2 separate regions of the Gasterosteus aculeatus genome follow, and region 1 is linked to region 2. A link is a contact called in public Hi-C data. All regions are on one chromosome and are shown on one strand. The core of a region is the stretch at or near the end of the contact, and the rest is flanking DNA. Distances in the headings are between cores, read along the strand shown.

The links. A called contact is a pair of places that touch in the nucleus more often than the background predicts.
Region 1: a contact with region 2 is called in a Hi-C map of skeletal muscle, with 2.7 times the contacts expected there. The contact joins the enhancer-like site here to the promoter of tfap2c in region 2. A contact is called at or near these places in 4 of 6 Hi-C or Micro-C datasets (blood and trunk muscle, skeletal muscle, tail fin and 1 more).

What each region holds. Positions count from the first base shown.
Region 1 is chr17:5,125,974-5,132,753 of fGasAcu3.hap1.1, forward strand. It overlaps LOC144389000 (a long non-coding RNA gene), which reads left to right. Exons shown (of 3, transcript XR_013453317.1): 2 at 6,357-6,780. Among protein-coding and RNA genes, the nearest start is that of LOC144389000, 7.5 kb to the left of the region's middle. Within about 2 kb of position 2,253, at least 2 of the 9 cell types and tissues checked have open chromatin away from gene starts, as enhancers often do.
Region 2 is chr17:5,086,325-5,093,606 of fGasAcu3.hap1.1, forward strand. tfap2c (transcription factor AP-2 gamma (activating enhancer binding protein 2 gamma)) reads left to right here and starts at 1,464. Exons shown (of 8, transcript XM_078092948.1): 1 at 1,464-1,592; 2 at 4,986-5,444; 3 at 5,830-5,881; 4 at 7,078-7,149. The coding sequence starts at 1,563.

The DNA.
Region 1 (6,780 bases), core at 1,003-3,502, 40 kb after region 2:
CTTCTTCGGTTTGAATTAGAAAAACACACGACGCGATTTCATAACTACGGTCATGTGTTGCTAATTTGAACTGCAGCGTAAATAGTTGACGCTGTGAACTGAACGTTCACTTTGTTTTCATGACTTTAAATTCCATGCAGCTGATTTAAAAGGAAGAGCAATGATGTTGATACTTTGCTTGATTTTAACATCAATTATTGCATCTTTGAATAAATTCCTTTCATGGCACCCTATTGCTATATTTAGCTCTTAATCATCTTTCCATTCCCCTGTGACCTGCTAAATGATTTGGCCAAAGGAAGGAGATTTATTTGAAGCAGATACAAAACTTTCGAGTCACGTCCCATTATCTGCACGGTCAGCAGCTACGATTTAGTATGTGTGTGTTTAAGACTGATTTTGCTGAGAACGTGTGCGTCTCTCTGTGTTTGTAACACTCTTCTGGACTTCTGGTGGTGACGTAACGGCTGGAAAGAAAAAAAGTCTGTCTTTTGTGTGTTACGCTACCTTTGTGCATAATTCATTCCAAAACAAAACAAGAAATCAGTCACTTTCTTTGTTTCCACGCGTGGCCTCTCATGAGTGAATGCTCATCTGTTAAGGATTGCGTCAAAATTTTAATACGTTATTTGAAAATCAAAGAAGATGAAACCACAAGAAAGACTACAGCAGTCAAGAAAACAATTGTCTCTTTTACACAGTTTGGATTGTCACTGTTTTAGGTTTGCATTTGCAAAAGTTCCGTCTGTCCAAAACTCAAAGTGAAGTGAGTTTAAAGAAAGAGTGTTCGCCCATTTTGTTTTAATCAGAGAATCAAATAAAGACTATAAGTGAGAACCTGACACATTTATTCTTCTCAGGAGATGATCTGAACTCTTTTCTCTTCTTCTTTAATGTCACATCCAATCAGCGGTTCCAAACAAATGCACCGCGGCTTGATAGAATCCCTTTAAGCTTTTGTTTACAACAAACAACATAATAGGCATCACAAAAGAAACAGCCCCGAAGCAGGAGAGTGTAGGGTTAACAAAGACCAAGGCACTCCAAACGTTGCTTAAGTTACAGCTAAATGGCCTGTTGAATACCTATTTCACTAACACGTGGATGTCGGGCTCATTCTCTGAAGGTGTACACGACATGTGCTGTGAGAAATAAAGCGCACAAGAGTCCGATTTCAAGCATTATTTCTCATGTCGCTTTTGCAGAAGTGAACACGTTCTGTGAAGGAATAAATGAATGTACTCGGGCCACTGTCGTGAGTTCAGTTGGGCTTTCAAGCCGCCGCGTGACCCGGGTGCTGCAGAGGAGCACAGACTGACATGCCGTGTGTAGTCGGGAGATATTTACCATAAGTTGGATCTCTGCGATAATCCCATCGGCCTGAGCCTCCTTATCTATCTGAGTGATTGGCAGACCGGCCCCTGAGGGGAAACAGGAGGAGCGCTGCCGGCCTGCATGACTCACTGAACAGAGAGCGCCGATTGACTGGGAAGGGTTGCCAGTGACGAGTTGAATTTGTGAAGATGTTAACGATGTATGTTGTATGTAAACACACAGTTGTATGTAAAAAGGCTTCGGGTAGGTCAGGTGCAGGGAGGCTCAAAAGAGATGGTTGTTGTAAGAATTAAAGAGGAAATAGAAAACTAAAAAATCTCATTTTAACCCTGTTTCGATATATTAAAAAAATATCTCCCACAAATATTTTGTATCTGGATTATCACAATTTTTTCACTTTTTTTTTTTACAATTTTATTGGAGTATTGCTAGTTATTAATAATAATGATGTGACTGTGAGCCACTTGGGACATTTGACATTCATACCAATAGACGTTGTTACACCGGGATGAGACCATTACCTGATATGTTGGAAAAAAAACAACAGTTCAAGACCTGAAGAAATTCTTCTGTTGCCATGAAAACTTTTCCATTGTTTTCATTCACTCATTTGAAATTGAACTAATGCAGGTTATTAATTCATTTTTATGAACGTCAAACCCTGGGGAGTGTTTTTGCAAACGTTTAATCAAAAGTATGTCCGCTCGTGACTGAATCTGTTCATGCGTGCCGTTTTTTACACCGCTGTGATTTGAGTTTATCTGTTTCATTAGCAGAGATGACAAGTTAGTGTCACAGCTACGCCAGACGAATCCCAAAAACGAGCCGCGCCGGCGAACGTTGAAAACCTGAGGAGGGCGGAGAGGCCGAGGGAGGGTGAAAACGAGTTACACCCCAAGGGCCTGCTGCTGCCATCTATGACTTATTCACTCCCAGCAATTAACCAGCCCTGGACTCAGCAATGGGAGTCACATTCTTTGAGAGAGGGAGAGAGAGAGGGAGGGAGGGAGGGAGAGAGAAGGAGGGAGGGACATTGCAACATGTCAAAACTAGATCAGTCAAACGGAGGAAGAGCAGTTAAAAGGGACAGTCAGAACCCTTCATACATGACTTCTCTTTTATCAGACAATTTATCACCCAAGTATAAATACCGCACCTCTGCCGTGCACTTTACATAAAACATCAAAGCATTTTTAACCGCTGCTGTTTTAGTCAATCCCCCATCATCATTGTCAGAATATGTTTTATTTTATTCCTATTCATTTGAGCCAAAGATTTTATTGTTTTAATAAGGCATTTATTTTCTTTTGTTCCCATTCCTGCCATGTATTCACACTCTTTCGTGATAAGAGTGTGTACAACAAAGACAAGGGTATGTTGTCCACCATCACCACTTTTAGGGGTGCAACTGGGTTTGTGTGTGAAATGTATTTTATTTTTGCCATTCGTGTCTTGTTGGTTGCAAATTAATCTGCATGTTGTTTTTTGCTCAGTTGGTGTGATCAAACAAACCCAAATCAGATCCATCAATGAAACATTGAACCCTCCTTTTTGGAGGTTTGTGCCTCCAAAATTTGTATATTCAGCCTCAGAACCGAGCACAAATCATTTGTTTTGCAAATTCCATTTTTTTCTTTGACAGGGTCAACACTCAGCCCTGCAGCGAGGACTAACAGCACAAATGAGAATGTGATAATTGGTTAATTTTATTATAGCTTTTTAACAGTAAATCACATAAAGTCTGACAAAAAAGAGTGTGAATCAATGTCCAAGCTGCTGTTATAGACAACACGTGAAGTCAAAACACATGCACCAGAGAGCTGCCACTTATTGCCAGTTATTACTTATTTATAGTTCTACAATAGCAAGTTGTTTACAAAAAGATGATCGCGGTTTTTCTGCACTTGTGGCTACGTGTTTCAATTAATACAACCTGTGAAATCAAATTAAGAGCTAAACACATTTTACTATAAGTTACAGCTTGGCAACTATTTACAACCCTGAATCATGAAAACCATCGCGATAAAAACACATCAATATTAAAAATAGATATTGCAAACACTAAACATAAGGTCACACAGATGAGGAATAATTACAAGAGGGTGATGTTTTAAACTAGAAATGTGATTTTTAAATGGATGACATATCAGTGTGTTGACATGATTAGCGAGCATCGTTTTTCTTCAGATGCTTTGATGAGAGCTTCATGGTGTTGACAGTGATGAATCTACCACCAGACCACTTCAGGCCAGCTTTGAAATGTCACTCTGTTTCTGGCATGCCTAATCCCTCCTTTTTTGATGTCTGACATGGAATATGTGGAAATGTCAAAAAGGGAGTATCTTACGATGACAAAGTCATGCCATTTTGAAATATTCACGCTTGGTTTTAGTCATTAGTTTTGGAAAAAATATTCATCCTGACATGTTTTGAATGACAAATGAGTAAGTGTTAAATTTGTGGTGACTCGCATGGATATTTCACATAACACCTAACTAAGACTGAATAGGATTTTTGTCATAGTACATCCTCACAAGCTTTTCATAAAGTTTCAAAAAGATGGGGACCAAGTGTTGAACCTAGAGGGACACCACAGGAAATAGGGGCTAAAGACAACGTGAAGTAAGAGGGCCTCATCCCTCCCTAATGCTGTTAAGCTTCTATTTTTCCGAAATATACGTGCAGGTATTTAGGCTACGAAAAAGGCATGGTCATGTTGAAGAAACAAAGTGTCAAGGAGCAGCCTTTGCGTCCCGCAGAGAACATGAAGCCGTTGGCTAATAATAAGTACAATGGAGGACTTGCTGCTTTCGTCAGGTCGGTGAGCTCCACACTAACCGACAGAGTAACGGCCTGAGGTGAGGATGCCAGAGGTCTGCCATGACACCCTCACCGGTGCCTCAGTGAACCAGGGCCACCAGATGTTTTCCTGTTACACCATTTACACTTTTTTATTGTATAATTGATATGTTTTTTTTATGTTGATCCTCAATGTTTTATTTTCTTTTAATGCATGCCGTGCAGCAGCATCTCTTTCTGTAAAGTCCCAGTGTTACCAGGGTCATGAAGCAAATCTTCCTCTTGGGGGTCTCTGGTCTTTGGGGGCCAACAATTGTCTAATTCAATTTGAAAAAGCCACAGGGGTCAGACCCCACAGCCTCCTCATGAATAATGAAGGACCAATGTTGCCAGACAGAGAGACTAGACAGGCCTGTCTCTCTCTATCTTTATTAACTGTCATACTGTTAAGTACATTCACCAAAGGCTGTTGTGCACACTCTGTGAATGCGGTTTGCGTGCTACTGGTTTCACTGGCTGGTTTATTACTTGCTTTTTACAGAGATTTATGTTTTCAATTTAAGTTTAATAAGTTTTGTGTGATTTCTTCTCAATGCTTCTTTTCAAAGCTCATCGGCGTCTTGTGGCATTAAATATGTGCGTGATGACGCAAACATATTTCACAATGTTATTCGTGTTGATAATGCTAGTAGAAAATCAATGCTAGGGTTCAGAATTGCTTTCTGCTCTAAATCTATGACGTAAACCTGCAGGAAGATTTATGCATCTTTTGTTAAGAGCTCAATCTTTGCAGTCAAAGCATGCATCCCTGTCACGGTTTTGCCTAAACATGACAATCACGAACACACAAAGTTGTTCTTAGACCTTCAAAGTAGAGTCTGCAAATCCAAGATTGATCCAAGATTGTTTTACTACATTGAACGAATCTGGAGTTATTTCACAGGGAGTGATTGTTGTTGTGATTGCTAGTGTGGTCAAAAAAGAGCTTAACTGGTTACAGTGAAGTGAGTTAATTAAATGTGTGGGATGGAGACAAAACGTCAAAAATCGTGGGGTCAAACGCTTGACAGGTAATTACAATATGATATGTTATGCGTTTGGCACTTGAGAATTAAATGCAACTCATTAACGTTCCACTTGAATAAGGATTCCTATGGTAATGATCCGGAGATGTTCAGACAAGTTCTGAGTTAGTGAGGTTGTCACTCTTATACTGTATCTGTGGAGGAGGTGTACATTCACATGTTGGGATCCTGTGTAAGAAATTATAGCTTACGGTATTTTTTTGATCACTTTTCCTTTTATTTGGAAATACATCCATTTTTTTGTGCAGCACATTTTAAAATTAAAAGAGCGGGCATCATTTTTTTTTTTTAGACTTGCCCTGCAGCTTATAACAAAGAAACCATCCAGCACCACCGCAGATGTAGCCTGAAGGTTATAGAAGTAAGACTACAATCAAGCTACTATCAAAAGTGCTAGCTTCAATTCCTTGACTGGTTGGGAAAATATGGAGAGAGAATGAGATAAGAAGTAACAAAACAGCCTTTTCCGTAGTGTTTTTAAGCTAAGCTCCTAACCACTAGTTGCTAACTACAAAATGTTGTATTTTTATTCACATGTTTATTGAAATAAATGAGGAATTACTCTTATTACACTAGCATTACTTTATAGTGTTAATATGCACATGCAATAACGTGCAATAATTGATTGATAACAGTGGAAAAAACAGAAATGATTTTGCACACCTACTTATGTGCAGCAGTGCTAATAGATTATTACACAGTTCACAGAAAGGCCAATGGTATAATATCATAATCCATTTTCCAAATTTTGTTTGAGCAGTTATTTTTGGGGATTATTTTGCAATTACCTCCCCTTAGCCATGGGACAAGTGTCTATTCAATCAAGATAAGCTTAACACCTGCACCACCACAACACCATCAAGGGCTTCAACCAGCTCTGTAGCTGTGTACTCTTCAACACCCCACGTTCTAACCCAATTCCTCTCCCCACAAATTCTCCACCCACAGCCTTAACCCCTCAAGGGCTCTTCCGCTTGCTGCTTTAGTGTGAAAACTTGGCCCATGTGTTTTCCAATAAATCTTCTGGAGTAATAATGCCTTAACCGGGTGATTCACGAGCATGCTGACAGCTCAAATTGCCGGTGTGAATCTCTGGCATTGCATGAGTCGGCCCTGAGCTGCCCTCTCTGCCCCCAGGCATGCAGGCTGGGGAGGTGAGGGGAGGAGCCCGGGACAGGCGCTGCAGGATTAACCCCTGTCACCTGCAGTCAGATGTCTCACCTGCTGCCCTGCAACGGAGACGCATGCAAATCAGGTAGTTGTGTACATACTGTATGTGTGAGCACCCCATTGAGAAAGAACAAAAGGTGTGTAATAACTGCATGCACACCCAATATTTGCATGTTATTTTACTTGCTTGTGTTCATCATTTAAGCCCATTGTTTGGTTTCCATGACCCATCATTTTTTGGGGTTATTTCTCATATAATATATACCAATGGTGGGCCATCTGGGCCAGATAAGCCTTTCCTGCTGGCCTAAACAGAATCACAGAATTAAAGTTATAGCTATTCTTTTGTTCGCAGTACTGCTCGTTTTTTTAAAGAGCTTTTATCCAATCA
Region 2 (7,282 bases), core at 214-2,713:
CTGCTTTCGGTGAAAGTGGCAAATCCCTTAAAATTCTCAGGAACTAAAGCATGACATTCGTGACATGACGTTAAGTTTAGAATCTAGTCATAATTATAGAAATCTATAAAATATTTGACCATGTTTAAATAATCCAGAAGTAAAATCTCCGTTTACGTTCAGCTGCGTGGCAATGTGATGACGCCGCCGCTAGGCGGCAGCAGAGTGTTTTTCACACGCTGCTATGAAAAGCCTTGAACTGGGGTCGCAGGGTGAATTAACAGGGGCAGCCTGCCTGCTTGTCATTACATGCAACTTACACCATAAATATTCCAATCAGTGTGGCTAAACATTTAAATAAATACTTCGTACCCATCCAGCAGCATGATGACATTTTTTTAAATAGTTTTTGTTGATATATATATATATTTTTTTTTTTTCTTTCTGCGCATTCATCATTAGGTGATTTCTTGAAAAAATATGCATTCATAATAACAACCACATAAGCTCACGTAAGAACTTTTTTTTTATTAATTGTGAGTCAACAAAGAAAGTCCATGTCTGCGCGGGACCAAAGACTAACATTCTAACTCTAACATTATCTTTCTTTTGTTGCATATATTTCAGTAGCATTTTATTTCAAAAGCACATCATTAGCTTTGTCATCATTTGTGGCATAATAATTTTGGGAGCACTAAAATATCATTTATAATGTAAATTAAGCTGTAAATCATATCCCTGTAACACATGCAGTTGGATTGTCCGACCATGTTTTTCACAATAAACTAACAATCCAGCTGACCATTTGAAATGAATTGATCTGTAGATATTAAGATATAGGAATTAAAATATGTAAATCAGAATATAGGCATGAGACACGCACGATCTTGTTTTATTATATTTACCTACTGCTCAAACGGTATTGTTTGATGCGACTTAAGGTGTCTGGCGGATCGGGAAGGTACGATTATTTTTCTTAGAACAAGAAATGTAAGCTACATTTTAAACCACGTAGCGAAAAACACTTTGATGTGTTCATTAGTTTAAGCCAAAGTATTTAGGGGATCAGATAACAACAGCCATTTTAGGCCTTAAAAAGCTTCAGAGGCTTTTGAAAGCAGATTCTTTTGGTCAGCCTGAGGCGACGTGGCTTTTGGGGGGGATTACCTCATCTTGAAATTTCCCCACGTCTTATTTTCACCTTTTCTTACCTTTTACCCTCTATGACATTGTTTCTTTTTTCTCTCAACAATATCAGATAATTATTACATTTAAAAAAAAACAAGTATCTTTGCCATCTGATAGGTCCTGCTTACTTTATTTGCAAATATAAAGAGATATTAATTTTTTTTCTTCCCATCTTATCAATGTTAATATGCACGTTGATTTAGACAAAACGCGTCCATTGCGTGTCTCCGCCGAGGAACTACAGATGGCTTCTTCGATCCCACTCAGGTGTGTTACCCCGGGCGGGCGCATGCGCACTTCGCGGCTGTCAGGTGAAGTCGGCCACGGGAACCTCTCGCGCTTTCACTCATTCGCTGCGTGTCGGTGGGATCGCTGCGCCGCCTCGAGCCGTGGAGATGTCCGTGCTGGAGAGGATAGACTGGAGGGTGAGTTCTTCCCTCTTACAGCCGACCTGCGTGGGGTTTTATTCGCTCGCCGGGGCGGTGTTTGTTTTACTGCTTCCCACCAATAGTCACCTGTCTGCGGTACCGCAGCTTTTGAATAACCGGTGATTAATGTCATATGGCCGTGGCTTAATTCACTCAGAAACGTAGTAAGTAATTTGGCTTGAGGCAAATTTATTATAAATCAGTGATGTATTTGAAACAGAACTGGAAATTTATTTCTCTTTCAACAAGATGACCATCGCAGATGTATTATTTATTTTATTAAACTGTAACAGTGTCCTGCTGCGTAGAACAGACCGATATCATGAAGGATTTAATGCAGTAGGCTACCGCCGAGTGATGCACGTATCGCCTGCTTTAATACTTAATAGATAAGATAAAATAATGCATCATTTTACAGTATATGAACAAAACCTACATACAATATACCTATTTGGTGTTTGGGTTTTTCCGGCGATTTGGGGCTTTAATGTGATTTATTGTGCATGGCATCATTTCATTTAATGCACCTTATTATGTGGACATCGGTGTGGCAAACCAATTTAGAAATCACTGAGCAGAAGGATCCCAGCATGGCTCCATCTAATCTTTACACCTGGCAGCAGCTGAACCGCAGACGACTGTTATTAAAACGACTTGCTGAGCATCAGAATTGTTCCAAACATCACCGTCAGGCCAAGCAAGCGTGACTGAATCCCTTCAGGAGGTCGCCCCGCGCTCACCCACGTAAAGCAGCATTTAATCAGCGCGCATTTCACTTCTGCTTCGCATCACAGCGAGTGACCAACACTTAGAAAAAGAAGAAGGGTAATCCTCAGCAGCCCACGTCCACGTCCTGTTGTTCCCACGCACGGCCGATCGCCACAGGCCCTATAAAATACCAAGATCTGTCCCATTTATCTCCGAAAATTATAATCTGACATTTAAAATTTGTCAAATGACACCAAAGCCATCAATAAAATGAGTCCGAATGATGCACGGACGTTCTGTTCAGGAAGGAGGTGTAAAATGGACTGAAAGGTACCAACATAATGGACAGTTGGGTCGTTATGAATAAATGGAAAAGAGTAAAACGAACATCTTTTGTTCTCTCAGTTTTGATGCATATCAGAGCTTCAAAGCAGCCTTGTTTTAGAAAAGCTCCACCAAAAATGTAAATGAGGTGAAGAAAGAGTTGTTTGTTGAGATCCTTTGAGCTTCGGAGTTTTTTTTTTGGAGAGAATGATGCTGCCAAAACCCCTCGAGCTTGTTGCGGTTTGAAAGGAGCATTTAGCCACCACTGTGAAACACCAACATCACAATGTCACTGCTTTATTTGAGGGCCTATCATTGTAATCATGCATCTCAATCAGAGTTGCAATAACTTGACATTGTAATGATTTTCTAAGAAGTTAGTTAGCAACACTGAGGATTCAGTCAAATGAAGTGCTATGCAGTCATTATTCTACTACTTCATTGTGCTGATTACATAGCGAAATTAACAATATTAATATAAATTAATTATAATAATAATCATGTATTGTTTTCATTGGATTGTTATTATAAATTATTATTATTATTATAAGACAGGAATGACAGTTTAAGAGGCCTTCTTGAAGTGGTCAAATAATTTATTTTTAATAATTAATAATTATTTTTTATATATATACTGTGCAAATACTTTACATATGTAAACATCAGTCATAAAATCAATAGTTTTTGTTAACCTGCTTAGAATTTTTTTTGTGCAGTATATTAGATTATTTTGTTAAATTAAGAACACCAATAAACTGAACCGAACCCTTTGGGGAAAAAAAAAAAACCCCAAGACGCATTCCTGAGCCTCATAACCTCCCCATCAGGTTCTCTGCAACTATGCGACTTGAGTTCGCTCTGACAAAAAAAAACAACACATAGCAATCGTAATTCAATGTTGTCTTTTTTTCTAACATGTATATACTAAGAACTGTAATTTTGAAAATGTCTGCCCACGAGCACGCCTGCAAGGAATAGAATCCTCCACGGAGCCAACAGGTGTCCTCCCACACGTTTAGAAAGGCTTCTGGGGAGATGAACACAAACACGCAAGTAGGTGCTGAGAGACTCTTCATCCACAGGAAGTTTCCCTTTGGCAAAGTCAATGTCTGACGCTTCAAAGACGGACCCAATTCTGATTGGCCGCAAAATCCCGCCAATCAGCAATATTTTCCCTAACCCCCCCCCCCCCCCCCCCGACACCGTGCAGGGCCACGCCCCCTCGCAGCGACTGTGCACATAAAGTAGCCTTCGGTGCTAAACGCGTGCACCAATACGACTTATGAACATCGCTCTTTTGTCCATAAGAGGGAGTCGAGTTTCTTGCATGCGCCGTCGTCGCCCGCTTCCACGGCAGAGCCAGAGAACGCATTGCCCGGACTAAGAGGAGAAGGAGGAGAAGGAGGAGGAGGAGGAGGAGGAGGAAGGGGGGGCTGCTCGCTGGAGATATTTCGTGACACCGGTTATTTTCTCCCTTAGTGGCTGTTGCGGGAGTCATATCTGTGGTTGGATAGTCAGTCGCTCGGTCACTTCGCCCCTTCAGCCTTCACGCGCAACTTCGCCGCAGCTGAAGAACACGGCTGTTCGCGGGCACCGAGGAAGCTTTTGGGCTTTTTGTCATACCTGGATTTAAGTTTTTTTTTTTTTTTTTTAATAATTTGTATTTAGTTTTTTTTTTTTTTAAAGCAGTGGGCCCCTTTTCTCTGTCAGAATGTTGTGGAAATTAGCCGACAACGTGAAGTACGAGGATGACTGCGAGGTGAGTTTCGAAAGTGACAAAACGAGGGATAGCGACGTGGCTTTTGGATTGGCGTGTTACAAAAGTAACATTTAACGGACGAGTGTAACTGTTGGTCTTTTTTTGTATTACTATCATGTGTTAATGTGCACGATAAGATAAACGGAGATAAGATCGTATATTAATTCTGAAAAAATAGCCGAAACGCCAGCTGTGGAAGCAAAGCACACTACACAAAGTATTTTCCAAATAAATGCAAAATAACTTTCGATGGCAGCAACACCAGGCTTATACTTTATTTTGAGCACATCAATGTTAATATAAGAATAAAATAAACATATTTCCTAGAAACTTCGGGTTATTTACCACGCTATCAATTTGGGCCAATACTTGTGATATAATTCAGTAAGCAATTAAATTGTGTCCATTTACACTGTAATAATAATAATAATTTCAGTTCATTTAAACACAACGTCTGCATATATTCACGCTCTTCACTGAACCATTAGGCATCATGCCAGTGGATAAATGCCACTTCGAGTCCCTTAAGGGACACATGCCATCACAACCTGCCACTTGGTTATCAGCTATATCACGTGACCTGTATCCTCCCCCCCCAGGAAAGGCACGACGGAAACAGCAACGGCAACCCCCGGCTGCCTCACCTGCCCGCGGTCAGTCAGCACCTCTACAGCCCGTCTCCCTCCCTCTCACACCCGGCCAGCTCGGACTTCCAGCCGCCGTACTTCCCGCCTCCGTACCAGCCCATCTCCTACCCGCAGTCCAGCGACCCGTACTCCCACCTCGGGGACCCTTTCAACATCAACTCCTTGCACCAGTCGCAGTCGTCGAACCAGCAGCAATGGCCCGGTCGGCAGGGCCAGGACGGGCTCGTCGCGCACGGCAGGAGCGGCCTGGCCAGCCAAATCCTGGGCCTGGAGGGCTCGTCCGGGGTGAGGAGGGAAGGCTTCCGGAGGCCCGAGCTGCTGCCCCCGCACGTGCACGGCATTGAGTCGTCGGTTATTGGGGGCGACAGCATGGGGATGCACGACATGGGGCACGGACTGGACGAGGTTCAAGTGAGTGGATGGAACCGATGAGTACTTGAACTTGCAGCTGTGTGAGTGTGAGTGTGAGTGTGAGTGTGAGTGTGAGTGTGAGTGTGTGTGTGTGTGTGTGTGTGTGTGTGCGCACACTGCACGTGCGTGAGTTTGCGTGCTCAAACAAGTAGCCAAATACCGTATAACGCTTTAGGTTAAAACTAAAGTTTAAGTTAAAGTTGTTTGGTTACTCTGCATACAGATATTGCTTTATCTATATTGTTTTCTTTGTTCAGCAAGAAAGGAAAAAAAGGGGAACGGTCATTTTGAAAAGACAAAAACAAATTTGTACTTGCTGTCCCTACTTGTTTGTATTGTTTACAATACAAACAATTGCTTAATGCTTCTGTTCTTTTTCTGTCAGCATGTAGATGACCACAGTGTTATAATGGCAGACCAGACGGTCATAAAAAAAGGTAAGTTCATTGCATGTTTAATCTAATCTTCAATCGAAAAAACAACAACAACAGCAACTCTCTTAATTTGAAAAGAAAAAATTAACCAAAGGCCGATTTATTCTTTGGAAATGCGTCTTTGTGCAGGCAAACACATATGCAGCAATTTCTGGCAGTGGCTGGAAATTTACTGCAAGGGCCATATTTTTTCACTCTCTATATACAGGAATTGTCATAACAATTACTATAGTGGCATGTCAGGGCACTCAGTACAGCAAAAGAGGAGTGTTGTATTTGTACTTGCACTGCATACACTGATAATCCTCCTTAGCCATGAGATGCACTTATCTAATCTGGCTGTGATCCTGCGCCTTTTCTGTTGGTGAAGGTGCTTGAATGGGTGCCCGGTAGGAAAGAACTGATCCCTTTTCAAAAAAAACCGACAGACTCCAGCTGACAGGACATGAAGATTGAGCAATCTCACAACCTCGGTGTTGACTGTGAGAGAAGAGGAAAGCTTTGGATCATCTTTAGGCTGGTTAAGCTTGCAATTGCAGCTCTTTTCAGTTCACGTTAACAGGAAATTATGAGTTGGTCTTGGAGCCGTGTTTTGCTCTGCAGAACCAGCTTTTTTGGCGGGGTGTGGCATCAGGCTCGCATGTGAAGGACAGTTTAGTTATTTGTCGGGACATGAACTGTGTTTTGAGTGAGAACTTCTCCCCCCCCCCCCTTGCTTTGTCACCAGGGCTTCATCAAACAGACTGACTCATAAATCCGCTTGAGTAACATTATTCCACTGCTTGCATGTCTTTCTTCATTTATTTGAACCATACGCATGCAGATATGTGGATGAATACGTTGGTAGATTCTGGAAATATCTACACAATAATCATACAACTATATACTGTAATAATATACTTTTTTTTTAATACGATGACATTTGTGATTTTACACCGTGAATACTGTGACGTTCCAAAAGCATTATAGCAAATCTTGTTGAAATATTAACACTGCATAGCGTTGGAAGTAGAAATCCGTTAGCACGGCGCATTTAACCAACTAGTCCCCACTGGCTACGGAAATAAGTGATGGCTCATTATGTGCCCGTGCTATGGGCCATCTAGATCTTCCACTTGTAAACAACGGCATGTCACTCCCAGCCACGTGCCCCGGAGGAGCCGCGAAGCACCCATGTGACTCTGTGATTTCTGTCTCAGTATTAGGACTACGAGGTGGCAGGAACCTTGATCGCTTACAGAGGACTTATTATCAGGGGGGAATTCTTGCTGGTGAGATAGCTGATGTTCTGTAGTTGTGCTGTACTGTTTTGTTTGTCCGATGACTGTCACTGCTTTTCTGGGTTTAAAAACTTGCCTTTAAAACTTTTAAAACCAGCAAAATAAAAACCACACACACACACAT